Linked DNA regions of Rattus norvegicus: region 1 is linked to region 2. The links are chromatin contacts, called in public Hi-C maps. All regions are on one chromosome and are shown on one strand. The core of a region is the stretch at or near the end of the contact, and the rest is flanking DNA. Distances in the headings are between cores, read along the strand shown.

Region 1 (5,406 bases), core at 1,136-3,635, 260 kb before region 2:
TACCATATGTGCCAATACATGAATGATATCTCAGGCCACAAATTAGGCAGGAGAGAAAACACAGGTTACAAGTACATGTGGGTGACCTGAAAATGTGTTGTCAAGGAGGTTGGGGGGAGGCATCTGTTCCCTATGCCATACTTGCAATCAGCCAAGGGGCAGTGTTGAAGAGGCTGAGGTCATGTTCCCTACGGCATACCATGATACCTCATGTTTGTCCCTGACCTACATCCTCTGCCTGAGTAGGGATTTTTAAATTGTGCAAGTGTCGGGGTGTTGGTCTTATCCTGGAGCACCAGCCCAAATGCATATTCTAAAAATACTATTGTCTTTGATAGACTGAGCAAGAAAACGTGTCCTGATTCTGAGCTGCACGGCTGGTATTGTAGCTCAAAGCTGTCCTGGCCTTGTGGGACAATGGCAATTTCCAGTGGAAGTATGCACATCAACACCAAACCTAGAGATCAGACAATCAAATGCCTGTGAAAAGAGAAGACAGGCAGCAAGAGAACCAGAGTGAACAGACGGGGGAGGGAGACAGGTGCTTGGGATCAGGGCCGTCAGACCTGGAGAGGCTGCAGGCTTGAGAAAAAGGTTACCCTTGTTTCTCCTCCTAGCAGAGGAAGGAGACTGTTTGAGGCCAGAGAGACACAAATTGATCAGAAAGAGGGTGTTCAGTGCATATGTGTGGGTCCCCAGGCCTGTCAGCTTCCCTTCAGTGGGCCAGGCTGCTCATTTTACCCCACTTGTATTCCTTCTGGGTTGTTCCTGACAGGGAACCACCACTGGATCTCCTTCTACTCTTCTAGGAGTACAAGCTGTATTTCAGAGGGTTCCAACAGCCAAAGAGAACAGATGCAAACAGATAGGATGGGTAGGTTGGAAGATAAGAGATCCCTCTGTTACACACTCTGGTTACCATCATCTGCTTATACCTGGTCCCAGTCACGACCACAAGAGCAGGGGAACCCTTCACACCTGAGCACTGGGCTAATCTTTCTGTCAGACCCATGTTCCATGGCAGTCAGATGGCTACAGTCCTGTAACCCAAAAATTGGGTTGTGTGCTGGCCTGGCCTGAGATGTGGGAGCTAGACCTGGGCCTGGGAAGGGTAAGTAAGGAGTTGCTTGCTCTGTTCTCTGAGCACATCCCTGACCCTGTTTGTGATTGTCAGGCAAATGAAGACCAAAGCCATGTTTATTCCAGTACCTGTAGAATGTGGCATGATGAAAAAGTGGTAAGGAATCAGACAGATGGACCCTAGCCTGCTTGGACCAGTCTTTGGTCTAACAGTACAATCCCAAACGCGGAGTCAACTAAGGTTCCTGGAAGGAGGCCTATAGACAGGCTAAGAAGTTATAAGACAAGCCATCCTGGAGTTCTCTGCTCCTCCCCAACCCTGGGCACCCTCTTGGCAGAAGTACCCAGCCCACCTCTAACCTCGGGTCTCTGATGTGGACGTGGACAGAGACATGGACACCGAGTCCTGGGGATCGCTTGCCAGCCGCTGTCCAGCACACATGGACTTCAGCATCTGGAAGACGGCGAGGGGAGCCACGTTCAGATTCAGCAAGTCCACTAGAATCCTGGGGAAACAAATGCAGTGCTTAGTGAACATTGCAAGCCATAGGGCAGACATGATCCAAGAGTCGCGCCACCGTTTTGAAACTCCTTATAGAGACCCGGATATTTTGGAGTAGCAGATGCAGAGAGTATCAGCTCAAAGTCCCTCGCCTTCTCACTTGAACACATCGGGGTCTATGGCGGCGCCTGCAGCCTGCGATAGCTCATACAGCTCCATCTCCTCGGCCCCCAGCACCTTCTTCCGCCGAAGCGCCAGCTTCTGCAGCGTTGCTGCCTCCAATCCTGTGGATACCGCGAGTCCAGCACCACCACCACCAGCTGCCCCCGCCATTCGTGTAGCCTGAAAAGGGATCAGTGTTGGGCACAGCCCACCCTGGTGACTCCACAGCACCTGCTACTGGCCACCCGTTTCCTTGCAGGGTCTCTGCAAGCCAACAGCTCCAGCACGGAGGCAAGAGTCCCAAGAGGTCTTTACATAGTCGATTGCTTACTTATTCTGAACGTATAATGTACACTGGGCACTGTGTTAGGCATGGAGTGGGGTGATGGAAAGCTGACGGCTGCCTGACCATCAGACTTAGACCTCTGGCTTAGGTAGCAGCCCCTAGAATAATGCCTGGTATGTACTGGGTACTAAATGTCTGTTGCATGACCGGTATTCACGATTGCGTGTTATTACCAGCTTTGTTGACGGTCCCTAGACAGCCTTTACTTTTAGAGCAACACGCACTCCTTCCCGAACCCTCACCCGACCCCCACCCCCACCCCCACCCCCACCCTCACCCCGGAAATACTTATACTAGGAGTAAAGAGCAGCGGACGACGTCTCTGCGCACGCGCCTTTGTGGCCAACCGCTTCTGCCGCAAAACTTGGTTGGCTTTTGCTTTTGCAGGCGCCTTTCCCGAGTGGTTGAGCCGCTTTTCCACTGGGCAGGCGGTGTGGCTTGATGACGCGCAGCTCGATGACGCTATTTCCGTGTTCTGAGTCCAGATAGCGGCGTTTATTTTTTTTTCAGAGCTGGGGACCGAAAGCGGCGTTTATTTCTGAAGATAGGCAGGCATGCGAAACGACGGGAGGTGAATTCAACATGTCAGCTTGGCCGGTGTGTTGAGAACCGCAAATGTTTGACTGGTCACCGTGAATCAAGTGTCACTGCCATCCGGATAGAGTAGACCTGGGGAGCCAGTCCAAAAGTGCACACACAGAGTGAAAGGGGACCAGGAGGGGCATTTAACATTTATGCAGGGGAACTCTTGGAGATATTTTGTCTCCTGATGCTCTGTCCATTTTACTTTACTGGTCTTTTGCATATGTGTGTGTGTGTGTGTGTGTGTGTGTGTGTGTGTGTGTGTGTGTGTGTCCCTGCTTGTGAATGTTTGTTTGTTTTCAGTTTGATTGATTTGTTTTATTCTGGTTTGATTTATTTATTTTTATGTGTCTGTTTGCTAGAGGGAGGGAGGGAGAGAGAGAGAGAGAGAGCGAGCGAGCATATAGCTGAGAAGGTGGGGAAGTGGAGAAGTGGGAGGAGATGAGTGAGAGAAACCATGATCAGATTATAGAGTACTTTTAAAATATTTTCAATATAAAAATATATGGGATGATTAGTCTTCATTCTTAAGAGGAAAAGTAGCCATTACTGGGAAGGGAGAATTTACAGCATCTAGACAGTACTCATCCTTCCTCCTTTATTTCTTATACTGAACACAGCTTCCCTGGTTCTGCTGGTCTTCATACTTGGACCTTTGGCCAGTCACCAAGGTCCAGACCTCAGAACTAACCACCATTGACACGACTTTCCATGTTAAATGGCGCCTCTGTCACAGTGAGGAAGGATCATGATGACAGGAAGCTACTGGCGACTGTGACGAGTCAGTGGGCTGTGGGGAATGAGTTTGGCTCCAGGAGCTGACATCGCAGGACGTATGTGCATCTAGTCTGGCACCTGATTCCCGTGGTGGGACATCCAGGGGCTCGTTTGCAGGATTCCAGAACATTTCCTCAGGTTTTTGCAGAGCTGTGGCCGTGATGTAAATATAGGCCCTCCCTGCCTCTTTAGTTTCTCATGGGGTTGGTAGCTCACAAGCGGATGGTTGATGGCTCCAGAATCCAGCTTCTATTGCTCAAAGTGCTCAAGAGTACAAACAGGAGGCAAATCCAAGTGTGACACAGCATTCTCTTCCTACCCAAACAGCTGTTATCCATGAGATCAGCTCTGCCTGTTAAGTATGTAACACCTCAGGTCCATGGATGGCCAGTATTCATTCACAGAAGGAAGCTCAAGGTAGGGTCATTGGACCCTCACGTGAGTCACTCCACCATTTGCATACAATTCTGTCCCAATTACACATGGTCTCAACTCTAAGAAAGGCCAGAGGGCTAGACTGCATAGACTTAGAGACCTTAGTTGAGAGTTCTTGTACTAATCACACGTAAAAATTCAAACATTTATGCATACACAAAACATGCTCATATAAAATGCCTCTCTTTCTCTCTCTCTCTCTTTCTCTCTCTCTCTCTCTCTCTCTCTCTCTCTCTCTCTCTCTCTCTCTCACACACACACACACACACACACACACACACACACCTCTTTTATACCTCTGAATACATCCTCAGAGAAACGTGGTCCTACACTTAAAGTCGTGTACCCCATACCATACTCCTATAGAAACACAAACACACATCAAGACATGCAAACATACTATTCCACTCACCCACACTCATGCTCACAGCCTTACACAAGCTCACAGTACAGTATCACTTTCTTAAAAGCTTTGGCATGAAAACTATCCCTAATTGTAACCTGATTAATAATCTAAACCATAGCCCTAATACTAACCTAAACCTGAACATTAAACTGAACCTTATCCTTAAACAACCTGGGGCCTGAAAACAGCACTAAGCCTAATCCTAACACTAGCCTAGCCCTAATACTGTTCCTAACTCTGACCCAAGCCTTAACCCTAAACTTCATCAATAGAGTCTCCATCTGTCCCATGGAAAGTTCTCTTCATGAGGATAAGGACTACACTTACCTGAGGCTGTAAGAGTAACTGTTTAGATGTTGTTGGGGACCATGCTAGGTCAGTTGAATGATGGTTAATATGCATGACCTCACTAGCTCTGGATAGTTGCCTAGGTTTCCAGTACCAGGAATAGATTCCTCTTGTTAAGTAAGTCCAGCTAGAAAGCTGTTGGTCCCTGCCAAGGCATGCATGCCGCAACTGCCCTCTTGGGATTGTTGTGCATCTTGGTCATTGTTGTGGTTTGTAGGCATCATAGCTGGCTACCACTATTGGTTACTTCTCTCCTCAGGAAGCTTGCTTGGTGCTTTCTGGTACCAGGAAACCTAATCTTCAGGAGAAGAGACATCCAGATCAGTTCCAGCTCAGGGAACTCTGGGCCCTGTGTCTGAAGTGCATGGTGTCTTCGGCAATGGGGAGTTATCTCCTGCTTCTGCAGAGCAACCTAATTCAATCATTATAGCTTGTAATGTTTTAGGAATTTCTTGGACAGCCCTGACCAATAGCTCAAAAGAAGGTTTTTCATACCTGATTATTGGAAGTTTTTGTTAGGTGGTCTTTGGCTCTTAGAGGGAGCACTGTCAGTACAGATGGGAAAATTTCATTTAAGTTATATTTGTGTACTTTCATACAGATTATATGTACTTTAGGTTTTTAAAAGATTAATCCATTATAGTATAATTTCTTGTACCTTTCAGGCATACTTATCGTTGTGTTACCCCTACTTCCCTAAAGTACCCCCCTTTTTTATTTTCCATATCAGATAATGTGTACCCTGCTATTACCCTCTCTGCTTCTCCT
Region 2 (5,024 bases), core at 1,981-4,480:
TCCAAAGGCCAGGCTAGGGTGCCATCACACTCCTCTGCACTGGCCATCACCTTCCCCAGTCTCCTCCTCAAGCTTGCACTTTTATTTTTAGCCCTGCCCTCACTGAATATACTCGGCAGTTAGATCCATGAAAGCCAAGCCAGGGCACAGTGACACCAGGGACTGACCAGTACCTGTGTCTGTCTAGAGATGAAATTCTCCCAAGATTAACTATGTGGATAAAACCTCCAGTCACATCACCACAGCACAAAAAGAAATGTTTACCCCAATGTAACTCAAGAAGAAATAGAATCCAATTGAAGAGGGAAGTTTGGGGCAAGCACCAGGAAATCCTTTGACCAGAAGTGTTGCTAGATTGGGGAAGTGTCCCCAACGGAAGTGGGAGACATATGCAAGCCAAAGGCCCATCCCCCATGGAAGAACAGCACTTCCTCTGCATATTGTCTTCCAAATCCTGTCCTAGGCCAGTTTATCCTGGCAGCCACTAAAAACAACAAGACTCAACTGTCATAATAAAGTGGTTCATTCATTTGCTATATAATAAAGGGGATTTTTATAATCCACACCCCCAGCCTTCCCACTGGATGGAAGGCTGGAGCTTATGGAAGGAAGGGCCTTTGTCCTGGCTGTGGCTTTGTTGTTGGGAACAGACTGTCCAGGAATCCAGGACTGTTTATGTTAACCAGAATGCTTCTATCACTGCAGAATTATGAAGTAGAGAACATCCTTGGGAAGGAGATGGGACCGTTACTCTGCTTTGTCCAGTCCGTCACTACACAGCAGACCAGCTGCATCACTCTGGAAGAGATTGAGCTTCTGAGTACAGCGGGAGCCACTGCTGCTCCGCCTCCTCCTCCCTGACATCTGCGCCCTTGGCAGTGAGGCCAGGGACTTGATCTGGGGAATCCGAATCGGGTTAACTCTGTAGTGTTTTTATAGTTTTAAGTTTAGTGCGTTTCTTTTCTTTCCTTTTTTTTTTTTTCTGGTAAAGAGGATATTTTGTAAATTAAAATTCAAAATACCTCTGTTCGATCTTTTTTTCTACTTTACCTTCCTACAAATTTGAGGACATTTCTTTGAGTGTTTCTCCTGTCTTCTTTGTCTTCATTTTGTGCTGCTTAGGCATTGTTATTGATCTATTAGGAAATGTGCTTTGTTGTAGTTTAAACTGTTTACAATTAGCAATATGTATGTGGTTTTCTTTGCAGTATTTAATATTCTCTGTAAGACTATTCTGTAAAGCTTCAACCAATATCTCATGTTGAGATATTACTGTTCTGTTAACAATAAATAAATGTCCAACACTTTGTGGTTTTAGTGGTCTAGGAACTGCCAGAGGTGGCACTGTCACCTGTCCACTGTAGGTGAGCTGGGTGTGACGATAGCTGTATAAAACACATTTCTGTACCTTACTCCACTACACACCTGTCAGAGACCCTGAAGAACTGCAGAGGGCAAAGATCACAGACTCACAGCAATCCACAAGCCTGCTTTAGGCAGGGATTTGAATTACAAAGCAAAGCAACTACATATTTGGACCTTGGAGGTTTTGTGTTTTCTTCTGTACTGCAACAGGCTGTGCAGACCAGGGAAGGGTTTGGAACACCCAGTATTCTTAAGGAAAAAGGCATAAACTTTGGGAGGTAGGGGTGGGGATTGAGCCTGCTAACATTACAATTACTGGCACTTGGAGCTGCCCTCTTTGTATACTATGATATTAATTTGTCCTGGTGCACATTTTAAAATCTACATGTCCCTAGGTTGAGGAAAGTAAAAGCAAGGAGGGATCAAGTTTCGGAGTCTCAGCTCTCTTCCACCCTCTCACCCTTCAGCAACCACCTAAAAGTTAGGCCAGCCGTTCTCTGGCCCAGGTCAGCATAGCATACTCTGGGATAACACCTTCCACCTACGCGGAGTAGTCATGCCCTCCCATGTTCCTTCCGCACGGAGTATACAGCAAAAGGAAACTCGTCCATCTCCTTACCCCATGTGGGCAACGCACCTGGTCCTGTGGCTCCCAGGTGCTTGCTTTTCCCTGGTGAGGTCCCAATATGTTGTGTGCGGGAGAGACTGAATATAGGAAGCTGCAGCAATTTAAATGCTTCTTTATTCTTACAAATACTGTAAAAATGAATATAAAAAGCATGCGCAGTCTCTTCCTCTTATCTACAAAAGTCTGTCGGAAAAGTCTTTTCTACAATGTACCTTAGCTGCAATGGTAATAAGACGTAGAAAACGCTACCATTATAAAAAAATAATTTAAGGGGGATTCATATAGCTTCTCTCGCAGTCCAGTGCCCAAGAAACTGTAGCAATTCGGGCGGCGTCTGCTCCCCGCCGTCGGGGTCTGAGGTATCGGTCGTTCGGAGTCTCTAAGGCCCACACCGCGCGTTACCGGCAGTCGGTGCCGGTGGGCGGCAGGAAAGGCGGGCTGGGCAGCTCTTTGAAGAACTGCCGGAGGCTGGCCAGGTCCCGGGTGAGCTGCTCCACACGCTGATGCAGCTTCTCGTTCTCGGCCGACAGCTCCACCAGCTTCTGCTGCATCTCCTGGTTGCGGCGCTTGGCCTTGTCCCGGCTCTTGCGCACAGCGATGTTGTTGCGCTCGCGTCGCTGCCGGTACTCAGGGCTGCCCCGGTCCGGACCCCTCTTGCCGGCGCCCTTCTCTCGGACGGGGCCAGGCGCAAGGCTCGGTCCAGGGCTGCCTCGAGGAGGCTCGGGCGAAGTGGGTGGTGTGGGCTGTGCCGCGGCCGCCAAGCTCACCACTGTCTGCGCGCACACTGCCACTTGCGCCGGCAGCAGGGAGCCCGGCGCGTCGCCGTCGCCCCAGTCGGGTTCGCGCTTCAGCGGGCCCCTGGCGATTGACCCCACACCCGGGGGTCGCGTAGGGCCGCCCTGCAGCAGCTCCAGGCTGCCCGCGCCGGCCGCTTTGTGATTGCTGTTGAAGAGGTCGGCGAAGATCTCGTCGTGGCACAACTCTAGGGTGGGCACGGCAGCCATGGAATCAATGTAGGCGCTGAAGTCGATGGCGCTCTCGTCGTCATACATGGCAGGGGTCGTGGAGCCCGGCTCCCCCAGATCCCCAGGCTCCGGCCCTCGTCCTGGCTTGCCCACCCTGCCTGGCTCGTAGAAGGCCGCGGGCTCTGTGGGCCAGGGTGCGCCGCGTGCTGGGCTGTCTAGGCTGAAAAGAGCGGCGCTCATGGCGGCGTCGGCTGGGCCTGGCGTCCAAGTTGGGCTGTCACCTCGCCGGGACGGACCGCCGCCTTTTCTAGCCCCAGCTGACGCGCACGCCCCGCCCCGGCCCCAGAGGGTCGGGGACCCGAGCAGGGAGGGACCGGGGTGCTGCTGGGAACGACCCGCCCTCTGCCCGCACTCTTGGCCTTCCCTCCTTCCTGTTTGTGCGGTTTGGACCTACTTAGCGGTCTGAGCCTGGAGCGAAATGAAAATCTGGATTTGGCCCCGACGCGCGCTAAGCGGGACGCCTTCAGTCATCGCAAAAGCGGAACTGGGACAGGGCTGGGCAGCCCGAGTCCATGGCTTCTGTCTTGGCGCCTCCGCCTCGGGGCCAGAAGGAGTGAACCGTGGTTCGTGGACCTGGGCCTCAGTCCCCGCCGGTCAAGAACGAGCACAGCCAGCGTGAGTCTCCGGAAATTCGAACCCGCTCCAGCCACATTTCTCGGGGTGCTGAGGCCCAGCTGCCATCGAGGTTAGGTTCAGCAACACAGCCCGATGGACAGACAGATCGACGGGGCTCTCCGCTGACCACAAAGTCGACGGAAGAGAGACCGCCACCCTAACCGCGCGGTGCGTTTCTCCGCACCTGACAGCGGTCTTGGGTGCTCCGGTAACTCTTCAGGTTATTAAAGCTGTGCCACCTGGTGGTAGCATAGCATCTTGCTGTTTCTTTTCCTTGCTAAGTATACCCAAAAGAGATGCTATTTAAAGTAAATGTGGCTGGCTGAGAGAAAACTGAGATTTACATCAATACTCATAAAGGGGTATTAAGTTGCCAGCTCTTCAAATTTCTTGAAAAGATGAAGAGAAATTTCAACTCCAGCTACTCAGACCTGAGACTGGATGGGTAGTTGAATCCCAAGAGTTCAAGTGCCTGACGGCCTGTCTCAAACATGCAAAAGTCAAGAAAATAATCTGTCCAAAATCAGATGTGTCCCTCATATTCCTCCAACTCTTTCCGATTCACCAGGTGTTTTGACCAACATCGGCTGATTTACAGAGCAGCCTAGGTCCTGACTTCAATTCCCGAGGAAAATCCTAATGATGGGCTGTGGAATATCTAATGGCTTTTCTGAAAGAAAGGTAAACACAGCTTTGGAATTTTATAATTGATATAATTGATGTTGATATTTTAACTAATTACCTCTGAGGTTAAAGCCATCGCACATGTGAGTTCATGTACATGCACAGGAAAACCCTGGGAGAAAGTTTTTGGTTCTTAGCCCTGGATGCCAGAGAAGCACGATTAAGGAACACGTGTTTATCCCTCTGAAAGGCCGTTTTCAAGTGAGACAACCTGCTGTTTTTGATTCCTGGGTCCATTCACTACATTTATGAAAATGAAGCTGTGCTTACAAGACAGTGGGGCCAATTAGAAACTCAGAAGGTTTGGCCACCGTGGGTACCTGTGGGTACCTGTGGGCACCGTTGGGCTGCACCTGAAAGCTCTGTGGAGTCTGTGTTCAGAAACCTGCCGACCTGTGCTTAATTTTCCATTTACCAGAGACAGAGAAAGGCAGCATGGCAGAACAACAAAGTATGAATGTATTGTGACAGTTGAGAGCTATCAAAGACCCTTTAAAAATAACAAAGTTTAGCTCCTATGACAGTCATTTGTAATCCTTTCATGAGTGTTCCACACACCGCTCCTATCTCAAGGGCTTTCCTAGCGTCATGGGGGACTTACTCAAGGTGAATATGAACACTTCCGTGCTTTGTTCCTGCGAGAAACACAGCATCCAGGTGTGCATTTTAAGCTCTCCTCGGCACATCTGTCAAAAGCCTTCGAGCTA

What was found. A called contact is a pair of places that touch in the nucleus more often than the background predicts.
Region 1: a Hi-C map of Schwann cells shows a contact between it and region 2, with 6 times the contacts expected there. The contact joins the promoter of Mzt2b here to the promoter of Cebpd in region 2. A contact is called at or near these places in 7 of 12 Hi-C or Micro-C datasets (Schwann cells, frontal cortex, liver and 3 more) and 1 of 1 datasets of contacts at active chromatin or transcription factors (oligodendrocytes).

The regions. Positions count from the first base shown.
Region 1 is chr11:98,525,419-98,530,824 of GRCr8, reverse strand. It overlaps Mzt2b (mitotic spindle organizing protein 2B), which reads right to left and starts at 2,385. Exons shown (of 3, transcript NM_001105860.1): 1 at 1,743-2,385; 2 at 1,441-1,586. The coding sequence starts at 1,915.
Region 2 is chr11:98,267,062-98,272,085 of GRCr8, reverse strand. Cebpd (CCAAT/enhancer binding protein delta) reads right to left here and starts at 3,230. Exons shown (of 1, transcript NM_013154.2): 1 at 2,092-3,230. The coding sequence starts at 3,198. The coding sequence ends at 2,392. Spidr (scaffold protein involved in DNA repair) reads left to right here. Exons shown (of 19, transcript NM_001100988.2): 19 at 706-1,307. The coding sequence ends at 861.